Linked DNA regions of Sus scrofa: region 2 is linked to region 1. The links are chromatin contacts, called in public Hi-C maps. All regions are on one chromosome and are shown on one strand. Each heading gives the region's core, a stretch centred on a gene start, on an enhancer-like site or on the middle of the called end of the contact. The rest is flanking DNA. Distances are from core to core; before and after follow the strand shown.

Evidence for each region. Hi-C and Micro-C count contacts between places; a contact is called where the count stands out from the background.
Region 2: a Hi-C map of skeletal muscle shows a contact between it and region 1, with 2.1 times the contacts expected there. The contact joins the promoter of CCNT1 here to the promoter of C5H12orf75 in region 1. A contact is called at or near these places in 4 of 47 Hi-C or Micro-C datasets (epiblast stem cells, liver and skeletal muscle) and 1 of 2 datasets of contacts at active chromatin or transcription factors (skeletal muscle).

What each region holds. Positions count from the first base shown.
Region 1 is chr5:14,753,979-14,757,423 of Sscrofa11.1, reverse strand. It overlaps C5H12orf75 (overexpressed in colon carcinoma 1 protein), which reads left to right and starts at 1,674. Exons shown (of 7, transcript XM_021091585.1): 1 at 1,674-1,802; 2 at 1,918-2,012. The coding sequence starts at 1,967.
Region 2 is chr5:14,807,059-14,810,291 of Sscrofa11.1, reverse strand. It overlaps CCNT1 (cyclin-T1), which reads left to right and starts at 1,868. Exons shown (of 10, transcript XM_003481561.4): 1 at 1,868-3,233.

The DNA.
Region 1 (3,445 bases), core at 425-2,924:
CAGTGTCACACAGTGAAGAAAAGCAAGAGTGTTTCTTTCGGCTGTTTGATAGTTTCCCCCTTTTTTCCATCACCAGTTCTGTATTTGTATGGAGGTAGCCAATGAACCAAGGTGGTAGAGGCCAAGGTAGAAAAGCAGGGCTTCTAGAAGCGAAACTAAAACACACTATACTTGCTCAAGAGTTAATTACCATCTCAGCATGTGCCCAAGTATACCTAATTTTCAAATGGGGTCTAGGGTATCTTTTGTATTCTGAGTGATAGGACTACCCGATCCTCACCATTGCCTCAAAGATCAAGTTCAGTCATGCAGGGCCTTGGTTCTGGTTCAAGGTTTTCTCCAAACACAGTTGTACAGTTTTAGTAAAGTCTTTTAACCAGTATCCCAGCACCCTCTGGGCTCCCTCTATCCCTCTGGTAGCATCCTTGCTCTATTGTGATTCACTTGCTTATAATCTGTCTGCCTGGTTAGACTGTATCCCACATGTTTGAATCCCTGGAGCTTTATTTCTTTTTCGTTTTTGCTTTTTAGGGCCACACCTGTGACAATGGAAGTTCCCAGGCTAGGGGTCAAATCGAGTTATGCTGCCGGCCTATGCCACAGCCACACCAGATGCAAGCCGCATCTGTGACCTAAACCACAGCTCACGGCAATGCTGGATCCTTGACCCACTGACTGAGGCCAGGGATTGAACCCACATCCTCACGGATACGAGTCGGAATCATTTCCCCTGCGCCACAACAGGAACTCCTGGAACTTAATGTTAACAAAGGGCTTGGCACAGGCCAGGCTCTCTATAAATGGTAAATGAATTTAAAATGGAGATTTAATTCCTGGCTAGAATTCATCTCACACAGCATTTATGGAGTCTGTCCCATGAGCCAGGAGGACATTTTGACAAATCAGATAGTCCTTCCCTTCAGGGAATTAACACTTACTCCTGACAGATTTAAGAAAAAGAAGAGCTGCCATTTATTTAGGGTCAGGCATTATGTTAGGTGCCTTGCATGTGTCTGAGTTATTGCCGTTTTATAAGTATAACAACTACACTGTGGGTTAAGTACTTTTGCTGAGATCACACAGCTATTAAGGCGGCAGAGCAAGGATTTTACTTCACACAGTCTGACTCCAGTAATAGTTGTCTAACCATTAGGCTGAAAGGTGCCATGTAAGTTCACAGTTCTGTCATTAAATCAGTGTTCAGACTTTGGATCCAGGTCATCCAATTACGGCAGATATTTAAAGTGAAAGAGGTTAGTATGACCAACCCGGGAAGATTTTATGTTGGTTCCTAGCCAGTTTGGATGGGGGGACAGAGCTGCCTTGGCTTTCAGTTACAGCAGAAATGGATTTCAGTGTTGGCTTCCGTCTACAACATTTATTGGGCGCCCATTGAACTCAAAACAGGTGTTCCCTGCCACTTCCTCCCCCCCACCCCCACATCCTGGAGCGGGGAGGGGAAGTGGGGAAAGAAGAAAAGTCAGAGAGGATGTGGAGGGCGGGCAGGTGGGCATCCTCTGCCACCCTGGCTCACCCTCCACCCTGCGTCGGCCACGCCCCTCGGCCCCCAAACCCTCTTTAAACTCCCGCCCCCTCTTAACGACGACCAATGCTCAGCCAGGGAGATCTCAGAAGGCTGCGGATTGGCCGGCGCCGCGGTTGCCGAGGTGACGGGTGGGTCTGGTGGGGTCTGGTAGGGTCCAGAACCCGGGAGCAGAGCTGGGCGGGCGGGGCGAGGTGGGGCAGGGGCGAGGGGTGCCCAGCGGTTTCCGCCCGGCCCCGCCCTGTTTGGCCCTGCCCAGGTATCCCCGGGTCTGCGGCGGGAGGGGGCGGTCCCCGTGCGTCCCGGGCCCCACACGCCCCTCGCCGGCCTCGCGCTCCAGGCGCGCCACCCTCCGCCTCCGTCTCCGCCCCCAGGATCTGCGGCTGCCAGCTCCAGAGAGCAGCTTCCCTGGCCGGAGGCGCGATGGGCTGCGGGAACTCCACTGCCACCAGCGCGGGCGCGAGCCAAGGTGAGAGAGGCGGCGGGTGGCTGGGGCCCCGGGACAGCGACGGTGGGGCGGTGGGGAGCCCTGCAGGGCGGGCCGTTCCTGCGGGAGAGGCCAGGAGAGAGGAGGCTGGAAGGAAAGGTGCAGGGACCCGGGGCAGGGAGAGTATCCAGCCCCCTCGCTTCGTCCCTCTTTTCGGGACAGGAGCCGACCGCCTGGTTTTGCAAAGACCTAAAGGTTGGCATTTCCCTCCGTGTGGGGGCGATCACGGCCCGGATGGGAATGCCCGCAGGGCGATCCTGCTGAGGGAGGGAAGGAGGGAGGGAGTGCGGGGAGCCCTGGCGGCGGGGCTCCCCGGCAGCGGGTAAACCCGGCACTCCCCTGGAAGAGAGGATTCCTAGTCGTGGCCTGTGTCCTCTCCCTCCCTCCCACACTCGCTCCCCCAGGCCTCGCCCCCAGCCCTCAGAACCCAGAGGCTGTACCTGGAAAAGTGCAGCAGAGCTTTCAGGACTTTTTTTTTTTGGTGGGGAGGCTTGCTAGTGGGGTTGAAGAGAAATGCAAACAGAGCTCTAAAAATTCATTGAGTCTGTCTTGATGTTGGGCTGCTTGTAGGGTTTCCCTGAGAAGCTGCAGTGTTGAGGCTGCTTTAGAATAATACGTGTGACAGAGCTTTTTAATATTAGCAATGATCTGTTGCTGTATTTTTCGTTTAAAAAATATTGAAACTTCTTTTTATACCACTTCATTTTGATGATTGGCACGGGAAGTCCTCCAGATTCCCCCAGTCAGCCATGCTTGGTATCAGATGACTTATAACAAAACTCAAGCCTTCTCTTTCACCCAGCCAGTGTCTACTGATTTGAGAGTTTGGATCTGTTTTGAGTAGTATCTGCTGACCTATTTTGGTCTTTTGGATAAAGAGCTGTATCTCCATATCTCCTCCAATTGAGATCAATCAGATGCCACCTCCTATTCCAGCTGGCAAATGGGAACAGTGCTCTGATGCTGCAGTATTTCCCAGGCGGGTGTGGATGCCCTGCCAAGGACTTTGTGACCTTGGGCCTGTCACTTCCCTTAACCCAGACCTCGTGGAAGATGTAGCTTAAAACTCAAGCCTTTTTCATTTATTTTAAAGTTTATTTTGATGGTCACCTATGGGATCAGGTATAGAACTCTGCTGTCACTGGCCAAGTTGGTCATTCCTCTTTGGCCGTCAGTGACTGTGCAAACGGAGTATTTGAAGAGAGGGCGCTTTCTGGGGGATTCTAGTCCTAGAGCAGGGAATGAACTCAGGTCATGATTCATTGAAAGGTTCATCTCTTACAGGTAATCTTTACCATCTCGAATTAAACTCTCGTCCTTGTGATAGGCAGAGAGCCACTGGGCAACACATCTTTTCAATTCCTGTAACAGTGACACAGAGGTTAGTTAGCTTAGTGTCTTAGAGCAAGGACAGG
Region 2 (3,233 bases), core at 619-3,118, 53 kb before region 1:
CCAGAGTCTGAGTGCCAGGTCTTTGTTCTCAGCAGCTTTCATACCATACAGGGTCTTGTTTTTCCCATGTAAGCAGCCCGAGACCTCCCCCTTCCCAGAGCAGACAGTGTTCCTGCCTAAGAAACCGGGCAAGCAAGGTCACAGAAGCGAAACTGATAAGCAATGCTTGGCGCACCATCAGCAGGGCTGCTGGCTGGGACATAGGGCATGTAGTTGCTACATAATTACAAGAAGGATTCTAAGAGGCCAGCAGAGCTGAAAATGCAGGCAGCTGCTTTTGCAGACAAGGGGGGTTATGTCTCTGAGTTAAATCTCCCACTTCAATATAAATTTAAAAAAAAGAGAGGAGGAGTTCCCGTCGTGGCTCAGTGGTTAACGAATCCGACTAGGAACCATGAGGTTGCGGGTTCGGTCCCTGCCCTTGCTCGGTGGGTTAAGGATCCGGCGTTGCCGTGAGCTGTGGTGTAGGTTGCAGACGCGGCTTGGATCCTGCGTTGCTGTGGCTCTGGCGTAGGCCGGTGGCTACAGCTTCGATTCGACCCCTAGCCTGGGAACCTCCATATGCCGCAGGAGCGGCCCAAGAAATAACAACAAAAAGACAAAAGACCAAAAAAAAAAAAAAAAAAAAAAAAAAAGAGAGGAAAATTCCTGTGTTCTTTAAGGGCAGTGTATTTGAAGGCTATCATTATTTTCACATTATTTTGTATTGAAGACCTACCAGGTGCCATATAGTGTTCTGTTCAGGATGACATTTACCATCACACAGCTAGTAGTTCTCTTGTGGCGCAGGGGGTTAAGGATCTGGCCTTGTCACTGAAGCAGCTTGGCCTGGGAACTTCCATATGCCTCAGGTGCCGCCAAAACGCTCGCACGCACGTGCGGGCGCAGAGAATCACACAATTAGTTAAAAGAATAACTGGGAATTTTTAGGACATTACACTAAGAGAAATAATACAGTCACAGAAAGACAAATACTGTATGATTCCGCATATATTAAATGTCTATAAAGTAGTCAAACTCCAAGAAATAAAAAGTAGAATGGGAGAATGGGAGGTGTCAGGCTGGGGGAAATGGGGAGTTGTTCAATGGGTATAGAGTTTCAGTTTTGCAAAAAAAATAAAAAGCTGTAGATACCTGTTGCATAACACTGTGAATATAGTTGACACTACTGAACTGTACTGAACTGTACACGCGAAAATGGTTAAGATAGTTTAAAAAAAAAGAATAGTGGGGATTTGAAACAAGGCATGGTCAAAAATTCATGTTTGGCAATTATGTTATCCCTGCTACCTACTTTCAAATCATTTTAAGTCAAAGAATATTTCTTTTCTCTGATTTACACAGGTGCCCCTCTTCTGTACTGGAGGGTAGCAAGCCATTGGCTAGCAGTTGCATTGCGTGAAGCCTGATAGTTTCTAGGTCTTTTTCTCAGAAGACTGGTACACAGTCACGACAGCATCAAAATGGAGTCATCAATCTAAGAAATTTAGTGGAGAACCAAACACAGGTCAGAAAAATAGGTGAGGGGAATCTGGGAGAAATAATTTTGGCTATTAAGAAGACAACATAGGAGGAGTTCCCATCGTGGCTCAGTGGTTAACGAATCTGACTAGGAACCATGAGATTTTGGGTTTGGTCCCTGGTCTTGCTCAGTGGGTTAAGGATCTGGCATTGCTGTGAGCTGTGGTGTAGACTGCAGAGGTGGCTCGGATCCCGTGTTGCTGTGGCTCTGGTGAAGGCTGGCAGCTACAGCTCCGATTAGACCCCTAGCCTGGGAACCTCCATCTGCCGCGGGAGCAGCCCCAGAAAAGGCAAAAAGACAAAAAATGAAATAAAAGATGACATAACTAAAAAAGTGCTTATTCAATTAAAAAAAAAGCATGCAACGGAACAAGTTTGAAATCATAATTTTTGAAAATATTGTAACTTCAAGTATTTTTTTCCTCAATTTTTCCAGAATAAAATGGAGCAAATGCTAATTGTAGGCAGTGTATGGCAGAGGAGGGCCTAGAATGGAAGAAAATACTTCTGAGAATGAATTAGAATCAAATTGAGTGGGAGCAGCCTTGTCTAGAAATGACAGAACTCAAAATATTTATTATAAAAGACAAAAGATTTTAATATTACCCAAATTTAATCAAGGTGAGTGTTCCCGAAAAGCAGGAGTACACTCGGCTAGAATGGAGAGAACAATGGAATTAGACTTGATTTTAAAATCTACACTTATAAATGGTGTAGTGTAGGACAAACCACTTAATCTCTCCAAGCTTCAGAGAGATTTATTTTTTATTTTTTATTTTTTTATTGTTAGTTGTTTTGAGCATTTGTTTGACAAACATTTATTGACCACTGGGGCCAGAACTGTACTAGGGAGGTGATAGATGGATACAAAAATGAAAATGGGTTGTTGTTTTTTTTAAAAGGCTGGTATGGTCCTTGCCCTCAGTTTCAATATGCTATAATAAATATTATAAAATCTACTGAATTTTTTTATGTGCCAGGTACTGCTCCAGGTACTTTTAACTCAAATCTTCATTTAATCCTTTTCAGAATCTAAAACGTATATACAGTTGCCATTTACATTTATACAAGGGGCACAGACAAGTATCTTGTCTACGAAGGAACAACCCTCAAGCGTTGGAGCCGGATACATCTTGATAGAGGGCAGAAATTTACAAATTTGTGCATGCGCAGAGTGGTAGTGGAAGCTTTCCAGAAGGAAGGAGCAGTTTAAATTCACCCGATCGCAAAACATAGATTAAAATATTTGGCGCTGTGCCGGTTAAACTAAACAGTATATTTGAGTCATTCACTACTGTGGTTAGTACTAAATTATTACTACTAATTCCATCTTATTCCCTTAAATTGGCTCACCGCGTCGAAGCTTTAGGAGTTTCAAGGCATTAGTTACATATTGTAAAGCGGCTTCTCCAATGGGTAATTTACATTGTTATCAACAATGCAATAGCTTTCCCGTTGCTTTATGGTACGATAGACGATAGGGCTACTCTCTGATTATTTTTTTCAGCTTTTGACAGTCTCACTTATTTCATCTGTCAAGTTGCGGATGTGCCCCATCTTAAGCGGTCACCTTCGCCACGAGCGAAGTTCACCGCGGAACCGCCGAGCGGCGCGTGGGCGGGCACCTCACCCAGCCAAAGCCGTTGCCCCGCCCCCTCGCTCAGGGCGCGAAGGCTCAACCCAGTTCTCGCGGGAGGAGACGTGTTTTTTTT